Regions from separate parts of the Gossypium arboreum genome. Here region 2 is linked to region 1. Evidence: chromatin contacts called from public Hi-C data. All regions are on one chromosome and are shown on one strand. The core of a region is the stretch at or near the end of the contact, and the rest is flanking DNA. Distances in the headings are between cores, read along the strand shown.

Region 1 (5,087 bases), core at 1,516-4,015:
TTTCCACAACTTTAAGCCCGTGGTGAAGCTCAAGTAACTATTGGGGACGGGGGTAAATCTGCACTGGGTTCAATATGTTCATTGTTTTTCTTGTTGCTCTTTTTGGCTGATCATTATGTGTAGAATTCTAGTTTGACTTTGTTGATATGTATGTTGGTGCAGCTTGAAGGGAATACTGCAGAATGGGTAAGGAAAAGACTCACATTAACATTGTCGTAATTGGCCATGTTGACTCTGGAAAGTCAACCACCACTGGTCACTTGATCTACAAGCTTGGAGGTATTGACAAGCGTGTCATTGAAAGGTTTGAGAAGGAAGCTGCTGAGATGAACAAGAGGTCATTCAAGTATGCTTGGGTGCTTGACAAGTTGAAGGCTGAGCGTGAACGTGGTATTACCATTGATATTGCCTTGTGGAAGTTTGAGACCACCAAATACTACTGCACTGTCATTGATGCCCCTGGACATCGTGACTTTATCAAGAACATGATTACTGGTACCTCCCAGGCCGACTGTGCTGTCCTTATCATTGACTCTACCACTGGAGGTTTTGAGGCAGGTATTTCCAAGGATGGACAGACCCGTGAGCATGCTCTGCTTGCTTTCACTCTCGGTGTCAAGCAAATGATTTGCTGCTGCAACAAGGTAGGTCATTGCATTCAGGCTTTTATGTTCAGTAGTTTCTAATTGGTTCCTTGTAATTAGTAATTATTTTTTTGCATGACATATCTATTTATTTCATTTACAGATGGATGCCACAACCCCCAAATACTCAAAGGCTAGGTATGATGAAATTGTGAAGGAAGTGTCTTCCTACTTGAAGAAGGTTGGTTACAACCCTGAGAAGATTCCTTTTGTCCCCATCTCTGGTTTTGAGGGTGACAACATGATTGAAAGGTCCACCAACCTTGATTGGTACAAGGGTCCAACTCTTCTCGAGGCTCTTGACCAGATCAATGAGCCCAAGAGACCCTCTGACAAGCCACTCCGTCTTCCACTTCAGGATGTGTACAAGATTGGAGGTATTGGAACTGTCCCCGTGGGTCGTGTTGAAACTGGTATCCTCAAGCCTGGTATGGTTGTAACTTTTGGTCCCTCTGGATTGACCACTGAAGTTAAGTCTGTTGAGATGCACCATGAGTCTCTTCCAGAGGCTCTTCCAGGTGACAATGTTGGCTTCAATGTCAAGAATGTTGCTGTGAAGGATCTGAAGCGAGGATATGTTGCTTCGAACTCGAAGGATGATCCTGCCAAGGAGGCAGCTAATTTCACTTCCCAAGTCATCATCATGAACCACCCAGGGCAGATTGGAAATGGATATGCACCTGTCCTTGATTGCCACACCTCCCACATTGCAGTCAAGTTTGCAGAGCTGGTGACCAAGATTGACAGGCGTTCTGGTAAGGAGCTTGAGAAGGAACCCAAGTTCTTGAAGAATGGTGATGCAGGATTTGTTAAGATGGTTCCCACCAAACCCATGGTTGTGGAAACCTTCTCTGAGTATCCCCCACTGGGTCGTTTTGCTGTGAGGGACATGAGGCAGACTGTTGCTGTCGGCGTTATCAAGAGCGTGGAGAAGAAAGATCCATCTGGAGCCAAGGTGACAAAGTCTGCTGCCAAGAAGGGTGGCAAGTGAACCGTGCGGGTTTTAGTTGATCCAACCAAACTATATCATTACAATATAACTTTTGTTATGTCCATCATAGTCAGTTGTTTAAATAGTTATAGTTTCAAGTCATCACCGTCTTGTGGAGGATATTGTTCGCAGAACTGGGTTCTTGATAGGCGGTGGTGAGTCCGTTGTGTAGTTTCAAACTCTTTAAAATGTGTCCATGTTAAATACAGGAGATTTTAGGTGGATTCCTGGACTCTTATTGGCTTTGAATGTTTGTTACACGCAGCATTTTGATATCTAAACTTTGGTTTGTTTTAATGCACATTTATTTAGTAAAAAAAGTGTAATAAATATTAATTGATAGATTAAACTTGACTGATAAGTACAGGTATTAAGAGTTTTGGTTTGGATTTTGGCACATTTTCTTTGTTTTGGAGATGGAGCTTATATAAGATAAATATTATTTTCTTCTCATTTTCTTGGTTTTATATTAAAGGTTTGAATGTTAAATATTCTAATTTTACTACTCATTCATTTTAATTTTTTAATTTAAATTATTTAATTTGAAATTTTATATTCCCCAAAAGGTTTAAAAATTATAAAATTATTAAATACATAAATACCCTTATAATAAATTTTTCTAAATTTTTATTTAATTTCGAGTTGAACTGATATGTATCATTAAATCACAAACTTATTATTAATAGTTTAATGATTAGACTTAAAATATGTAATTTAATGACACAAAATATGTCATACCTTCTTATACTTTTTTACAAATTTAAAATTCAATCTTAGTACTTTTTAATTTCAGTAATTTAGTCCATTTATTTTAAGATTTTAAAATTCAAGTTTAATTATTAATATTGTTAAATTTGTTTTGTTAAATTTGTTATAGTGACATTTTGAAATAAAAATACTCACTTGTGTAATATAACTAAACAAATGACATTGTAATGAATCTAAAATTAATATGAACTTGAATTTTGTTTGAAATCTAAGGAGTAGAGAAACTAAGTTACCAAAAGCAAAAATATAAGGACTAAATTCTAAATTTATGAATAGTACAGGGAAGTTTTACCAATTTAACCACATTTACATTAATAATTGATTGTACGACAAGATCATAATATTTGTGATGTAACAGATTACAAAAGAAAACGGCATCGTTTCCCTCTGGTGGAGACAAAAGAACCATAAGAGCCGAACGCGCATCGCACGCAGAGCAGTAGAAACGCGACGGCCGACTAGTCCTTTGAAACTTGAAAGCGAAACTCTCCCTTCAATCATTTTTCATTTACCATTTCCTTTATAAGCGGTTTTTCATTTTCTCAATTGAACTCCCCCCTCTTCTCTGGTAACTTTTTCTCTCTACGTTTCTACGTTTTCTTATGTTTATCCATACCTTATATACGTATTTGAATGTGTTTGCACTTGTTCTTCTCTTTCATGTCTTCAAATCATTCTTTTTTTTTGGAAGTTTGATTAGTTTTTGTGCTCTTTTGGGGTTGATTTGATAATGGGGTTTACTTGAAAACCTTTGGTTTTTTATCTTTATGTTGACCCCCTCCAAAAGGAAAAAAAAAAAGAAGAAAAGAGAAAAAGGGGTTAAAATGTCCCCCTTTTTTGGGGGTTATTTTTTACTTGTTTAGTGTTTCTGTTTTAAAGAACATCAATCTTTCTTCTAATTCTTTTTAGTGGAGTGGGGGTATTGAAGTTGAAATGTAAGACCTATAGACTTGACTGAATGAGTTTGAATAGGTGGATATGCATTAGGCTTTTTTGAATTTTGGGTTCTTGTTTTTCTTCATTTTAGGAATTATGGGGATGTTGGGAATTTTGAATTTTGATTGGCAAAATTGTGGGGAAGTTTGCTTTTTTATCTAAAGGCTATACAAATTCGAAAATGGTGTTTCCTATGATAATTGTAAGAAATTTGAATTTTTTGTCCTTCAAAACTATAGTGATATATGTCCTGTATAGTTTTTCCTCAAATTTTCCTGTTTCCTTTTGGTATTGCTGCTGTATGTATTCTCATTGTACTTCCATGATTGCATATGTTTCTACTGGTATATGCTTATGATCTAACAGTTACATGGCATTCATTAGTTTTTCCTCTTCCATTTTATGGTTAGATGGAACAGGTAATGGCATCAATTCCTGATTTTGAAATTGCTGAAGCTGGAATTTCGAAAGATAATAGTGCGGAAGCGGAGCAGTTCAAATTCCGGGTTGATGAAATCTTTCAAAAGGTTGACGAGGTAAGTGATAAATTAGGACTTTATGACATCTCTTTCCTCTTGAGTTTATTTAGTGGTTTACAATTAAAAGATTGACTACTAAAAATAATTGTATAATTGCACTTGTTGGTATCTGTTTAACTGTTATGTAGGAGTATAACCTTCAAAATAGAAGTATATAATGAATAGGGTAGTGAATGTACTTTTATATTGCATATAATATGGTACCGTTTTAGCTTCTATTGACTATTTCCATAAATTTTGTAAATACAATGCTGATCTTAGTGCTTTAGTTTCAAAAAGGAAAAAGCATGCTGCTTATGGATTCTCAGTTTCTGGATTTTTCAATTTAAATTGAACTATTGGTTAATTTTTTTTCCTTCTTTTAGCTTGAGCAAAAGGTGAATGAAGTGGAACAATTCTACTTGAGTTCAAGTAAAAAGCAACAGAGCAGTTCTAAAGGAAGCTCCATGGGAAAGGAACGAGATAAGGAAAGACAAGTTCCAAGCATTAAAAAGCAGCAACAAGATGCGTCGCGACGGGAAGCTGCTGCTGCAAAGAGAATGCAAGAGCTTATGCGCCAATTTGGCACAATAGTGCGTCAGGTAACCACTTATTCTCTGCAAGTGCTTGTTTTATTTCAGTTACCTTATGCTGTAAATGTTATCTTAATCAAAATGATCTTGGCTTTTAAGTCTTCTGCCTAGCATATATTTGGTAGCCGGGCTGCTTTAAGTCTTTGACATCTTCAATCAAGCTAAACATTGGTAATGAGTGAATTAGAAATTATAGCAGTTATTTGAAGTTTGTTTCTAGCATTTATAATTAATTTAAACTTTTGGTTTAAGATTCTTGAAAACTCCATTACCATCTTCTTATCTGGTTCAATTAAACTAACTAAGCATTTCATACAAGGGTGGATATTTCAAACATTATCTTTTTCCAATTTCATGAAATTTTTTTATTTGCTGATGTAATTGTTGCTGTTATTCTGAGTTATATCATGCAACATAGAGGAAGTTATTTATGTTGTGATAGATATTGAAGACTGCTGGTCGTGCTTCTACTAGTTGAATAACAATTGCTCTGTGCCACTTCCCACATCCACCCCGCCAAGATTATATAAAAGGAGCTAAACCGTAAATGTGGGAATGTGCTTGTTAACCCTATTATTTGATAGGTTCGAAGTAAATGCTTTTGATGTGTGTGTGTTTCCCCTTTCAGATCACACAG
Region 2 (5,087 bases), core at 1,213-3,712, 150 kb after region 1:
AAAGTCTGTTAAGAAAGTTAAGAGATATATTTCAACCGAGTAAAACACTCATTAAAGAACCTACAATTCAAAAAAAATACGCGTGGATGACCAACCTTGAAGAAACAACAACAAAAACGAGTCGATTCTATAAGTCAAGTTCCCAGAAGACGTAGCCATTCAACCACGTCAAAATCTGTTGGGTTGGATCTGGTAGAGTTGAACAAAGAACCTGCAAGACATAGTTCATACGTAACCGAAATTCCAGACTTAAACCAGGAGCCATCAGATCAAGTTTCAGACTTCATAGACTTAAACCAGATGCTTGAATCATGTGACACTCATCCACTAATAAAAGAAATTCCAAATATGTTCCACCCTTACATCACACATGTACAAGATGTCAAGGGTGATGGAAATTGCGAATTCCGAGCAATATCTGGTTGTCTTGGTTATGGCAAAGATCAGTGGCTCTATGTTCGACATCAACTGCTAGACGGGTTATTGAGTTCATATGATGTCTATGCTAGAGTTTTCACTGATGGAATCGATGAATTACGTAATTCATTGTGTTTCTCACAATCGCCTGCCAGCAGAACACTGATGGTTATGCCTATGATAGTTGTCCTGATTGCCAACAGGTTTGGGGTGATCTTCAATTATTTAACCAAGCGAGGTGACATAAATTTCGTTCCTCTTTGGAGAGGTCCGGAACATTTTCAATACTATCATGCTATTACAATTGCACATGTATATGATAATCATAATGTGATGGTACAATTATAAAGAGATTACCCAATGCCTACCATTTCGGCTTATTGGATCCGCCATAGAGCCCCGTCTACAGCTAGATGGCAAACCATGTATGTGTCACGTCCGGAATTTTATAGACAACTGAAACTTTGTAATCTCAAAACACTGTTATAACTATAGAGGATTATTGTTGAATAATATTAATTTATTATATATTAGCATTTTGCTCATATTTTTGTATTTATGTATTCATATATATGTTTAACAATAATCCTATAATAAAAAAATATGTTGAATAATAATAATAATAATAATAATACTTATAATATTTAATAATCATACAATAATAAAAATATGTTTAACAATTAAATAAGTAAAAATTAAGTGGGAGGTGACAATTAATTCTTAATCATTATAGTAGAAAAATGTTAATTACTAACCAATTAATAAAGTAAAAGAACATTAATTAATAACTAATTATTAATTATAGTAAATGTGTGTTATTTATTAGGGTGTTTTTAGTATGTTTGGGAGTGAATTTTTGCCAACCCCGTTTATTAATCCTAAATCTACTTTCCTCCATCTTCCTTAAAAGCTTTCCACCTTTTTATTATTATTTATTTTACTGATATTTTTGGTCAAAAGCTTTAATTCCAAGCACTAAATGCATGTGCATAGTTTACTTGCTTTGCTCATTACTAAATAAATATCTCAATCCAACAATTTGTTATTATCAATGCCATACTGTTTTCTCTTTTAAAGAAAATAGTAATGTTGAAAAAATATATATAGAAACCAGACGGATTTAATCCACAACTGAAGACTTATTTGTCCAATAGTAATTGTTAAAAAGTAAATCAATTGTTTTTAATGATGAAAATTTGACTAATTCTATGTTGTACATTTAAATATTTACAATACAACCAATGCATTAAATAACCAAACACGCATTGGCACGATATTTTGTTCCAGTTTTAATAATTGTTTATCTGTATTTCAAATTTAAAACTTCATTTACTTTTACTTCCAAAAAAAAAACTTCATAATTTTATAAACTATCTCTATTTATTTTGTTAAGGAGATACCTGTGTGATTATATACTATCTCCAATAATCAACATTACAAATAAAATCATATAATAATTAGAATACTGTTATCTAAATTAAAATAAGTCTACAACGTTATATATACTGAGATTTAAATTAAATTAAATTTGGATTAAATTTAAACTTGACAAAAACTCTAAAACCTTAATCTTTTCTCATCTGTTTGAATTAAACTTTTAAATATATCGAATTTAAAGAATGAAAAATATCACAACATTTACTTCTTCCTCTAATTTTAAATCGGAAAAAAAGGGTCGTTGTTTCCATTGCAATAATAATATTAACTCACATGAAACAACATATTTCTTTATTATAAAGGAACCTATTTAGAGACCTGGGTGTATGAAATAACTATTATGTTTCAAAAATAATTTTAAAAGTAGAAAGAGAAAAATATGGATTCCTACCTTGTAAGTGTAAATATCATGTGCCACCATTGACAACCATTTCCAAGTTTTTTTTTTTTTTTTAAGATTTCCAAGTATCTTTTATAAAAGAAAGAAAAAGAAATTAAAAAAAAGTTGAATTAAATAATAACTTGATATATTTCCATCATTTGCGAACTTTAGAATATTCTAAAGCTGCTTATAACCTCAGTACAAATGCTGTACTTATTGGATTCTTAAAAGCAAAAAACAAAATGATGATCAGTTTCTTCCCCTGCAATTTTTTTCCCAGGATTCAATTTGTAAATTTTTAAACCTAATAAATTGTTCCTTTATTTCAATTTAATAGCAGCAAGCAAATTTGTTATTATTATTATTTTTTTAAAATTGCAAAGTTCACAATATCGAAACTTGGAACAAGCCCATGTGCAGCTTTACCTGTTTAAGGAAAAAAAAAAAGAAAAGAGAAAAAAGAAAATTCAAAGCATTTATTTGAATCTGATAAAACAGACAAACAAGAACATAAAAGCACAATAATAAAGAAAATTGCATGGCTTATTTGGTTTCATGTCTGTTTTTACACCTCATGACAACCAATCACAATCATTGGAGATTGTGAAAATTAAATGTTATAGATGTCAACACAACCACTCTCTACATTGTAGCATTCTTTGGGAATTTCAGTGGGATCTTTTGGGATCTGAATATTGAGTATTTTGTTTTTCTTATTTATGTTAGAATTTAGAGTGATTTGGCCTTTAATCGTCTCATTTAGAACAACTCTGTGGCTTAAGGTCGTTCCTAACTGGAGTTTTGTTTTTGTTTTTTTGTCTGTTTTGTACTCTCATTCTGTCATCCTTCTCTTTTTCAGTTCAAGTTCTACATTTTTACTGAAATCCCATTTTTCCAGGATTTCCAAAAGTTTCCATCTTTGAAAATCCAGAAATATTACTTCTTGATTGGTTTACAGTTTTACTAAGCCCTATGTTCTAGTATTTACCAAAGTTTCCTTCTTTGAAAACCCAGACCTGTTTTTGGATTTCTGATTCTGGGTTTTGCTCATTTTTCTGATTTATTGATTAGCTGATTCATGGGTGAGTCAAGATCCATTGGTTTTTTCTTTCTTCTTCTGATTTTCTCCACTTGTTTTGGGGATCAAACTTCGGATAAAATCACTGAGTTACCCGGACAGCCAAAGAATGTTGGATTCAATCAATATTCAGGATACGTGACACTGAATCAACAAGCTGGAAGGGCATTGTTTTACTGGTTGATTGAGTCACCAGTGAGTCGTAAACCCGAGTCAAGACCACTCGTTTTATGGCTCAATGGAGGACCTGGGTGCTCCTCTATTGCTTATGGAGCAGCTGAAGAAATTGGTCCTTTTAGAATTAGACCTGATGGAAAGACCCTTTACTTGAATCGTTATGCTTGGAACAACTGTAAGCCTTTTATTATGAAATGATGTTTTGCTTTTGTCCTTTTGGTTCTGTCTGAATTTCACTTAAGATTGTCTTGTTTGAATTGTTATGTAGTGGCAAATGTGCTGTTCCTGGAATCTCCAGCTGGTGTTGGGTTTTCATACACTAACACAACATCAGATTTATACACTACCGGTGACAAGAGAACTGGTAATTATATTTATATGTTAATGCATATTCAGACCGAGTCACATAGATGTAGTTAGTTTTGCCTAAGTTTTTGAGGGACTTGGTTCATATGGTTTAGATTGTAAGAGACTTGGTGTTGTGAATTTACAGCTGAAGATGCATATGTTTTTCTGGTTAACTGGTTTGAAAGGTTTCCACAATACAAGCATAGAGATTTCTACATTGCTGGTGAAAGTTATGCAGGTAATTTTTTTATTCAATACCTGTTTTTCTTTTTTACTGCAATATTTTACTTTGGTTCATAGATGAACAAAGCCTGAAGTTTAAGCTAAAGGACTAATATAATTTCAGGTCACTATGTTCCTCAATTGTCTCAACTTGTTTATGAAAGGAACAAAGGGGTTCAGAATCCTGTTATCAATTTTAAGGGATTTTTGGTGAGAATGTCTCCGATTCTTTGTTTTTCTTGAAGCATCTGTGTCCGACACTAGATTCCTATGCATTTCCAGACGTGATTGCAACTTCAATTGTTGTAATCTGTGCAAATGACTTGTGTTTTTGTTCTGTCATTATATATATAGGTTGGAAATGCTGTAACGGATGACTACCATGATTTCATTGGCACATTCGAGTACTGGTGGACTCATGGTTTGGTTTCTGATTCAACTTATCGAAGTTTACGAGTTGCATGTGACTTGGGATCCTCTACACATCCATCTCTGGAATGCATGAATGCTCTTCGAGCTGCTCAAATTGAGCAAGGGAACATCGATCCATATAGCATCTTCACTCAACCTTGCAAAGATACTTCAACATTACGGCATAACATGAGGGGTCATTATGTAAGTTCTCAATCAATCTGTTCTGTTTTTTCTTCCTATGAACACTATAATGGGGCCTTTCCATTGATCTCAAATATGAATATTTGTATCATTTCGCCATTGTTTTATCAGTAATCTGCATAGTTTTACAAAAAGAATCAGATAAATTTGAAACTTAATCTTCACATCCGGTCTTGTGTCTCAATGTGACTAGTTTTCTAGTGGGAATTGGCATTAAATCTGTGGGCTCATTTCGTAAAACTTGATGCACTTGTTGAATTTCAATTCTAAACTTTAAAGCCGTGGAGGGTCCAGGAGGCACCATTTAGTTAACAAAAATTCTGCAACCACAGTTGTGGACCACATAGTACTCTCCTGTTAAAGTTCAGATTATTTGAACAAAGATAAAAAAGAGTCTTGTATTCAAATTTA

Evidence for each region. Hi-C and Micro-C count contacts between places; a contact is called where the count stands out from the background.
Region 2: a contact with region 1 is called in a Hi-C map of leaf, with 2.6 times the contacts expected there. The contact joins the promoter of LOC108457840 here to the promoter of LOC108458030 in region 1. A contact is called at or near these places in 2 of 5 Hi-C or Micro-C datasets (both in leaf).

The regions. Positions count from the first base shown.
Region 1 is chr4:33,539,831-33,544,917 of ASM2569848v2, forward strand. It overlaps LOC108458030 (transcription factor GTE6-like), which reads left to right and starts at 2,766. Exons shown (of 9, transcript XM_017757264.2): 1 at 2,766-2,971; 2 at 3,759-3,875; 3 at 4,244-4,459; 4 at 5,079-5,087. The coding sequence starts at 3,762. LOC108460501 (elongation factor 1-alpha-like) reads left to right here. Exons shown (of 3, transcript XM_017760014.2): 2 at 163-644; 3 at 748-2,088. The coding sequence starts at 183. The coding sequence ends at 1,635.
Region 2 is chr4:33,690,831-33,695,917 of ASM2569848v2, forward strand. LOC108457840 (serine carboxypeptidase-like 27) reads left to right here and starts at 2,463. Exons shown (of 9, transcript XM_017757010.2): 1 at 2,463-3,666; 2 at 3,760-3,855; 3 at 3,985-4,077; 4 at 4,186-4,271; 5 at 4,416-4,676. The coding sequence starts at 3,315.